Linked DNA regions of Sus scrofa: regions 1 and 2 are each linked to region 3. Evidence: chromatin contacts called from public HiChIP or PLAC-seq data. All regions are on one chromosome and are shown on one strand. Each heading gives the region's core, a stretch centred on a gene start, on an enhancer-like site or on the middle of the called end of the contact. The rest is flanking DNA. Distances are from core to core; before and after follow the strand shown. Region 1 has its middle 19 kb from the start of FIGNL1. Region 2 holds the start of FIGNL1 (fidgetin-like protein 1). Region 3 holds the start of ZPBP (zona pellucida binding protein).

Region 1 (2,700 bases), core at 161-2,660, 280 kb after region 3:
CCTCCCATGAGCCCCGCCCACCAGTAACCCAAATTCCCGGCCTCCAGCTCAAGGCTGCCTCCAAACTCCCTCACCCACGCCCCTTCCCCAGGCGCCAGTGCTTGCAGCTCTAGGGCCTGGTTCACAAGTGCGGCTCAAGCATCTCCCGGCTGGTTCTTCAGAATGCAGTTCTGGAGGCCTGTCTGCCTGGACCCCCCCTGCAGGTGTGGAACCAGCTCCCCAAATCCAGATAAGCCGTCTCCCACTCACCCTCTCCCCCTCAAGGCAGGTACCAGGCTTATCCCTCTCCCCCAGCCCAGCCCCGCACCCCCCTTTTCTAATAGAAGAAAAATGAATAACGGCTCTCTCTCTTCCCTTCTTAGCTTGAAACAACTCAGATATAGACAAGAGAGTCAGAGCCTCGAAACCCAGATCCTACCTGTGCTGCCCTTAGAGCCCAAGGGAGAAGACACAGCCTCCGCGCGTGGCCACAGGGGGCTGCCACTCTAGGCCGGCTCGCTCTGTGGGATGCAGGCAGGTTTTACACTCAGACCGCCCCTGAAAAGGCTGCACCCTCGCCCTGCTAGAAAGGGGAGGGGACCAAGCCACATCCTGCAAGCAGCAGAGCCCAGGAAAGTGAGAGAAAGCACAGCTCAGTTCCTACAGCCAGAGGGTGTGAGAAGGTAGCAAGGCAGGTGAAGGGGGGCCTCTGGGGACAGAGAAGAGAGTGATGTATTAAGAGTCGGGGGGGCAGGGACAGGAGGACCAGGAGCGGTCCTGCTGGAGAGACGAGGCTTTCACCTGCACAGCAGCGCGGCTGAAATTGGAGGACGTAGAGATGAGAGGGCAGCAGAGACGGGGAGGCGCGAATCTGCACTGGAACGCGATCGCCAGGAGCTGGGGCTTTGCTACCGTCATCATCGCCATTCGCATTGGCATTCACGGCCAAGGCAAGTGGAAGTTCCAGGGCCGGAGATCAAGCCTGAGCCTCTGCAGCCCCCGAACTGTTGCAGTCAGGTTCTAAACCCACTGCCTCACAGCAGGGGCTCCTCTTTTTTTGACTACTGGGAACCTGCCGTCTGCCTCTACACGGCCTGCATCACCAGCCACTGCTGCTGCAGCCCCGTGACACCCCCTGAAAGGAGCTCGGGGTGGGGGCCAGGAGGGAGGCCCTCTGTGCTCTGGGAAAAGCGGTAGAACAGCTCTTCAGACAGGAATTTTTAGGAGATTTTATGAGCGCGACTCTTGCATCTCCTCACATCTAGAGAAGCACTCAAATTCTTCGTGGGGACACCTGCTCCTTGGGAGTAGCAGTGACCATCACGAGACCGGCAGCGACCTTCGGTAGCGTGTGTGTGTGTGTGTGTGTGGTGGGGGGGCAGATGCCTGCGCCTTCACCACAATCACATCCACGCTGACCCCCCCCGGCACCCCCGCCTCTCAGGAGGGGTGTCTCAGAGCTCTCTGAATGCTGCCTCCTGGGTGACAGGCCTCATTTCGCCCCACAGAAAACTTAACACTCAACTTTTAAATTGTGCATGTTTTTAAGTTAACACTGCCATATCCTCCGTGTCACAAAGATTCCCTGGCACATAGTAGGTGCTTTTGCTACAGTCTGAATGTTTGTGTCCCCTCCAAAAGTCATATGTGGAAATCCTACCCCCCAATACTGCCCCCCACCCCCCCGCTCTGCGGTGGGGGCAGAGGAGAGCGGGGGACTCCGGAGAGACGTTGGCAGAGAAGAACCGGGGAACTCGGCACACCTCGGGCCCTGGCCCCTGCTGGGACCTGAGGTCTCAGAAATGCCATGTTCTGGGCTGTGTTTTCCTAAAAGGAGGAAGGTAAAACCCTCAGTGTGAAGTCCCCTCTCTTTTTCCGCTTTGTGGCAAGGCCAAGGACAGAAACAGGGCCAAATCCCTGAGCCATGTCTCCTGCGGCCACCCTCTCCTGGGGCCCAGGGCGCCCGGGGTGGGGCCCCACAGTCCCTCAACTCTAGCAGCCCGGCCCCTCCTGCCTGGCAGCGGGTGTTGCCCCGGCGAGCCAGTGGGCGGGGCGAAGCAGATGCAGCCACCGGGGCCTGTGCACAACTGGGAACCAGCCGCCTGGGGAAGGAATTTGCATAATAAGGATCGTTTGGTACCCAAGCTGTCCCCTGAAGTGAACTGCATGGATCTCTGTACAGTTAACAAATTTCACTTCTTCTTTCCCATGTTTTGTCAAACCAACTAGATGTGACGTCCGAGTGTGTGAATTGTCCAAAGATGTTTTGTTTCTCCCTCCACGAGTCAGACCTCCTCTCTCTGCTCTGCCCAGATGGTCCCTGGCATCCGTGGACAGCCCTGCAGTGCCTCCTCCCCTGCCCAGGACCTCACTCCTCGCTCTCCCTGGGAGGGGCCACGTGGTGGCTTCCAGACTGCCCAGAGGTGGGCCTGCCCCTGCCCCTGCCCCTGCCCCTGGGCGGCAGCACCACCCCGCCCCAGCCTCTCGCTGCTGCTCCCACACCTGCAGCAGCTTCCTCGTCACCATCATCCCTCCCGCTTCCTGTGGGCGAGGGCGGCCCGAGGCCCCACAGCAAGGAGGGGTCTGTGGTTTCAGGCCTCAGTATGATTCCCCTTTCAGGCCCTCCTCCCTTCTGGGCACTGCCCTTCACAGAACCCTCATGGCTCCCTCTGCCCACGCCCAGACCCCACCCCTCAAACATCACAATTCTTTTTTTATGTT
Region 2 (3,055 bases), core at 390-2,889, 300 kb after region 3:
GCTCCTCATTTGGAAAACATTATTTATTGACAACCCAGACCTCCACTGGTCACTGTCAGTTTGCTGAGACCTTGCTAGAGTTAAAATGTCTTCTGCATAGTTATTCAAGCCAGTTTCAACATTGTCAGAATCAATAACTGCGGAATACTTCTCTGCATACTTTTTGAACAGCTTGGCAGCACAGACCTGGGAGATCTCGGCGTTTGCCCATGCATACTGAATACGGAGGACCTGTGCTCTGAAGGCGTCTGCCTTCTGTCCTGGTGTACACGTGCCAGATGTAACTGCAAAGTGATGCTTCTGCCACTCACTCAGGTGTGCAGACCTGGAGCTGGAGGCCTGCATTTTGCAGGTTCTATACCAAATGACAAAGATGAAAAAGAATCAGTATCAAGAAAAAAACAAAGACAAAATACCTTAATCGTACTTTTTAAATCTCTGCTCATCTGAAGGAAGGGACACGGGGCTTTTTACTTAAAAAGGAAATTTATAAAGAAAGGCCGCCTATAGGGGGAACATCTAATCAACCACAGCTTTCAAGCATTCAGGATATAAAAGAATAGATGTGACTTAAAAATGCTCTGCTAGGGGTTAAACTGTTTCAGTTACATAAACGATTTTCCCTGTGAATACGGAAAATACTCGTAAGGTTTAAATGGAAAGGACCGAAAATTAATCAGCAAAAAGGCAGGCAATATGGAATAACGGGACTACAGACAAAAAAGCAAAACAAACCAAGCCAAGCCCAGCGTTTGGGTCTGGTCGCTAAGAAAAATCAGACGAAGGATCCCATGCGAGCCTCTTACTATCGACGGGCCTTCGGTTTTATCTGTAAAATGGGAGACACCACTGTGAGAATCAAGTCAAATGATGAATATGAAAACACTTGAAAATTACTCTTGCCATGCCTACTGCGCAAGTGTAACAGGCTGAGAGCGTTTCAGAAGCTCAGCTCAAGTCCCAGCGGCCGTGAGCAAAGGTGCCTGAATCCGCACACAGGCAGGCACTTCACCTACCGGACGGTCCTGATGCTGCCACCAAGGGCCACAGCAACCTAGGTCATCACTACGCGCTACCACACCAAGGGTTCTGCAGGCTTCGCAAGTGAGCACCTAAGGCCGGACGCCCCAGAACCTCTCCCGTTCCCACCTTCCCAAGAAGCCCCTGCGAGCGCGCCCGGCGCCCGGACGGGCTCCCGTCCACTCGGACGCAGCCGCCGCAGGCCCCGCCATCCCCGCGCTCTCTGGCTGCCGGAGGCAGGACGGCACGACCCGGACCGGCACTCGGCTGGCCCTTCCCCTCCGGGTGCGGGCGGCCACCGGCCTCAGGCCCCGGCACGACTCGCGCGGGCTCTCCCCGCGGGAGCCTCCAGGAGCGCGCGCCGCCCGCGCCCCTCTCCGCGGCCCACCCGCCGCACCCCCGCTCCAGAGGCAGCTCGGGTCCCGACGCCGCTGGGGACGTGCCCGCCGCGAGAGCCCACCCGGGCCGCCGCCCGGGAAACCGCTCACGCTCCTCGGCCCCACGCCCCCTCCGCGCCCCGCCCCGCTCCGGCCGCCCTCGGTCCCTCCGCGCCGCCCGGACCTGCAGCGGCCGAAAAGCGCGCCGGACAGTGTGCGCCTGCGCACTGCAGCTACGGCGCGAGACGGCGCCGTGCGTGCGTGCGTACGTGCGAGGGCGGGGCGGGGCGGGGACGCGTGCGGCGAGGCGGGGGCGCGCGGGGCGGGGCGCGCGGGGCGGGGCGGGGGCGCGCGGGGCGGGGCGGGGCGGGGACGCGTGCGGCGAGGCGGGGGCGCGCGGGGCGGGGCGGGGACGCGTGCGGCGAGGCGGGGGCGCGCGGGGCGGGGCGGGGCGGGGGCGCGCGGGGCGGGGCGGGGGCGCGCGGGGCGGGGCGGGGGCGCGCGGGGCGGGGCGGGGCGGGGGCGCGCGGGGCGGGGCGGGGCGGGGGCGGGGCGCGCGGGGCTCTCCCGGGAGCGGAGCCCCAACCCCGTCCCCGCGGCTCTGTGGCCGAGCGCCCCTCCTGACACGTGGGCATTCTCTCCTGCCCTGCGCTCCTTGGGGACAAGCAACTAGGGTACGAGCAAGTGCCCGTTTATTCCCGTGGACTGTGTCCCAGAACAGGATAGCCCCAGCAACCCACGTGGTAGCTAATGTCACCGTGTGGAGGCTGGCAATTCCAGGTCTGATGATATGACCCGAGGGCGTCAGGAAGGAGCATCTTCCCATCTTCTTCCTCCCCTGTTCCAAGGGAGCCCCCAAGGGAAACAGGTCACATAACCCTCTTTATTTTCAGGGAGCCCCCACAATCCAAGGAAACAACTCACATAACCCTATTTCTTTGTATTTATTTCTTTATTATTATTATTATTATTTTTATTTTTTTGTCTTTTTGTTTTTTCTAGGGCCACACCTGAGGCATATGAAGGTTTGCAGGCCAATCGGAGCTGTAGCTGCCGGCCTACGCCACAGCCACAGCAAGACAGGATGCCAGCCGGGTCCTCGACCTACACCACAGCTCATGGCAATACCAGATCCTTTACCGGCTAGGGAAGGCCAGGGATTGAGCCTGCACCCTCATGGTTCCCAGTCGATTCCTTAACCACTGAGCCATGATGGGAACTCCTCACATAACCCTATTTAAAGCAAGAAGGGGCCAAATGGGGAGAACTGTCCATACTTCTGTCTGGGAAAAAGGAAGAAGCCATTTCTCAGAAAGCCCCAGTGGCCTTCCTCTTGGTCCTGCGGCTATCCTTTCCCGGAGAGTGAGTGTCCGGGACAGAGGATGGGTAAGATGACTGTCCAGGGGCAACTAAGAGCACATGACACTGAGATTCAAGACCTGAAGAAGCGTGAGGCAAAACATTTTTAAGACCCTTCTTTTATGATTTTTTTTTAATGGGCACAAAATAATGAAAGGGATTAGACAATGCCTTTTTAAAAATAAAGGCTTTCAAGGCAAAGAGCTCATAATTCATCTCTTGGCTTAGATAGTAATAAAAGATTCTTATTGTTCATTCTTTACTGTTTAATTATTATAACTACCCAGAATAAAAAAAAA
Region 3 (2,810 bases), core at 71-2,570:
TAATTTTTTGAGGACTCTCCATACTGCTTTCCATAGTTACCGAATCAATTTACATTCCCGCCACAGGGCACCAGGGTTCCCTTTTCTCTGCAGCACCACCTTGAACATTTATTTGCTGTCTTTTTGATGATAGCTACTTTGACAGGTGTGAGGTAACTGCTCACATGGTTTTGATTGACATTTTCCGGATGGTTAGTGACAGCAGGCATATTTTCATATGCCTGTATACCTTCCTTGGAAAAATGTGTATTCAGATCCTCTGCCCATTTGTTAATCAGATTGTTTGTTTTTTGATATTGGGTTGCATGTTGTTTATGTATTTTGGATATTAACTCTTTATTGAGTATATATTGCTTGAAAATATCTTCTCCCATTCAGTAGCTGGCAGTCAAAAGGTACAAATTTTCTAGTTGTTAAGTACTAAGGAATGCACTACACATATGATTAATGTAATTAACACTGCTGCATGACATTTATGAACTGTTGAGAGAAAACCCTAAATTTTCAACACAAGAAAAAAAAATTTCTATTTAATTGTGTACCTAATCATTCCCTAAACTTATTGTGATAGTCACTTCATGATGTAAATCAAATCATTACGCTGTATGCCCTAAAATTATACTGTATGTCAATTATATTTCCAAAAAACTGGGAGAAAAAAAACAGGATCCTTAAACCTGGAGGAAACAGGGTTGAGAGGGAAAAGAGGAAGGCAGGGCCAGACTGGGAAGGTCTTTGCAAGCCTTGCTGTGACACTGCAAAAACCAGGAAGCGAATAAAAGATTTATTAAAAAAAAAAGAAGAAGCCTGTGTTTTCTAGGTAAAACCAATAGATGGAGCTCCACAACCACGAAAATTACAAAACCTTGGGCTGTCTACTCATTTTGAAATATACTGAGATCCCGAGCCCAGTACATCATGGAAAACTGGCAAAGGAACATGGGCTGATTCGAGGGTTACTAACAGCCAATGTAACCTTAAACCTTGAACTGTGGGTGTTTTAACGACCTCTCCAGCCCATACGTCATCAATGTCCAGTCCTCTGCTCCGCACCTACACCCTATTCAGTGTACAGTGGGTGTCGGTGATACAGGCCTTCCCATCAGCAGGTGCAGGCACGTGACATACGAAAACCTCCGGGAGCCTCGGGAGCCGTCCGCCGCCGATGCCGACGCCTCACCTGACGGGGGCGCCCGCAGCACCAGCGCGGAGAGCAGGAGGACCACCGCGGCCCGGGAGAGGGGGGAGCCTGCGGCCCGGGCCCGCCGCCAGCCCCGCCGCGCCCGGTCGGGGGCCGAGGCCTCCATCCACACGCCGCCGCCGCCTGCCGACCGTCGACGCAGAAGGTCGTTAGGGGGCGCGCGCGCCCGCCCACCCTCCGGATGCTGGCGGGCAGCGAACCGGAAGGAGGTCGGGAGAAGGGCCACCCCTTCCGCCGGGTGGGGGCGGGGCCAGGGGCGGGGCCCGGGCTGCCCTCGGGCCGCTTCCTGTAGATGCCAGGCGAGCTGGTCAAAGCCGCCCGCCTGGGGAATCCGCCGCCGCTAGGGGAACTCAGAGGGCATGAGGGATCTGTGGAAGGTTCTGGACCGGATGGAAGAGCCACGGACCCCGCAACCCGCGCCGAGCTTGGCGCAGGCATTCGTGGGCCAGCACGGACCCTGAACAACAGATGGGAGGGTCACGTGACTTAGCCGTGGTCCAGCCCTTGGAGGCCTTCTCCTGATGTCACCTGTGGACCTGTGGGACTTAATTGGGAATGAAAGTGGGTCCTTGGCCACGGGTAGAGTGGAGCAAACAGCCTTGGATCAAACTGACCTTACTGCAACGCTCTGCCTGGAAAACTGTGTTTTATCATCTAAATTCAGGAAGATGTATTAAAGCATCCTTACGCCTAAGTGGCCACTTATAGCCAGAACGTGTTAAAACCCTCTACTTCTCTGCAGCTGGAAAGATTTGCTTAACATGAACAGAACTACCGTGGAAGTACATCTTGTGCAGTTGGTGCAAATACGTAGAAAAAGAATGACGTTTAAGCAACTGAAGAAGAGAGAATACCTGTAGCAGGAAGAAATGAGTGATTCAGAGTCCACCGGAAACCATCACGGGGCGTTCTTCGCTCAAGGAAAGGGATTTCACACTGACCACCTAACTACCCAAGTCAGCCTCCCTGCTTGTTTGGTAGCTTACCTCAAACGTTGCTGCCTTCCCGTGTGTTTTGGTTGCACCACTGATATCATCACCCCGCTGTCTTTCCGTTGGCCTTCTTTATATGTCCTCAAAGCTAAGATCTTGTCTGTTTTGCCACCATCTTGATTTGACCTCAACTCCTAGGATAGTTCCTGGTATAATGTAAGCATTCAAATAGTCATAAATTTTAAAAAGAAAAGGAAAGGGAGTTCCCGTTGTGGCTCAGCAGGTTACGAACCCAACTAGTGTCCATTAGGATATGGGTTCCACCCTTGACCTCTCTCAGTGCATGAAGGATCCAGGGTTGCTTTGAGCTGTGGTGTAGGTCTGCATACATGGCTGAGATTTGGCGTGGCTCTGGCACAGGCCGGCAGCTGCAGCTCCAATTTGACCCCTGTCCTAGGAATTTCCATATGCAGCAAATGTGGTGTGCCCCCCCCCCCCGCAGCCATGCAAAGAAAAGGAAAGAAAAAAGTAATAGAAAGGGTTAAGGCTTCTTTTTAATACCAGAACCAGGACGAAGACATGTCTTAAGGACTACGTAAAAATCCTAAGTCCTTGGTTCTTACTAAGAAAATGAAATGAATTTTATGCATCTTCCTTGAGTTTCCTGGCCGTGTTTA

The links. HiChIP or PLAC-seq counts read pairs in DNA pulled down with a chosen protein or histone mark.
Region 1: an H3K27ac HiChIP or PLAC-seq map of alveolar macrophages shows a contact between it and region 3. The contact joins the enhancer-like site here to the promoter of ZPBP in region 3. A contact is called at or near these places in 4 of 5 promoter capture datasets (fetal liver, fetal skeletal muscle and liver), 7 of 47 Hi-C or Micro-C datasets (alveolar macrophages, embryonic fibroblasts, epiblast stem cells and 4 more) and 1 of 2 datasets of contacts at active chromatin or transcription factors (alveolar macrophages).
Region 2: a contact with region 3 is called in an H3K27ac HiChIP or PLAC-seq map of alveolar macrophages. The contact joins the promoter of FIGNL1 here to the promoter of ZPBP in region 3. A contact is called at or near these places in 3 of 5 promoter capture datasets (fetal liver, fetal skeletal muscle and liver), 6 of 47 Hi-C or Micro-C datasets (alveolar macrophages, embryonic fibroblasts, heart right ventricle and 3 more) and 1 of 2 datasets of contacts at active chromatin or transcription factors (alveolar macrophages).

The regions. Positions count from the first base shown.
Region 1 is chr9:136,467,836-136,470,535 of Sscrofa11.1, forward strand. No RefSeq gene overlaps it. Among named protein-coding and RNA genes, the nearest start is that of FIGNL1, 19 kb to the right of the region's middle. Within about 2 kb of position 1,411, at least 20 of the 83 cell types and tissues checked have an H3K27ac peak or open chromatin away from gene starts, as enhancers often do. A contact at or near this core is called in alveolar macrophages, fetal liver, liver and 1 more, where this site is marked.
Region 2 is chr9:136,486,623-136,489,677 of Sscrofa11.1, forward strand. It overlaps FIGNL1 (fidgetin-like protein 1), which reads right to left and starts at 1,640. Exons shown (of 3, transcript XM_005667897.2): 1 at 1,582-1,640; 2 at 736-829; 3 at 1-355. The coding sequence starts at 345.
Region 3 is chr9:136,185,424-136,188,233 of Sscrofa11.1, forward strand. ZPBP (zona pellucida binding protein) reads right to left here and starts at 1,321. Exons shown (of 8, transcript NM_214106.1): 1 at 1,181-1,321. The coding sequence starts at 1,307.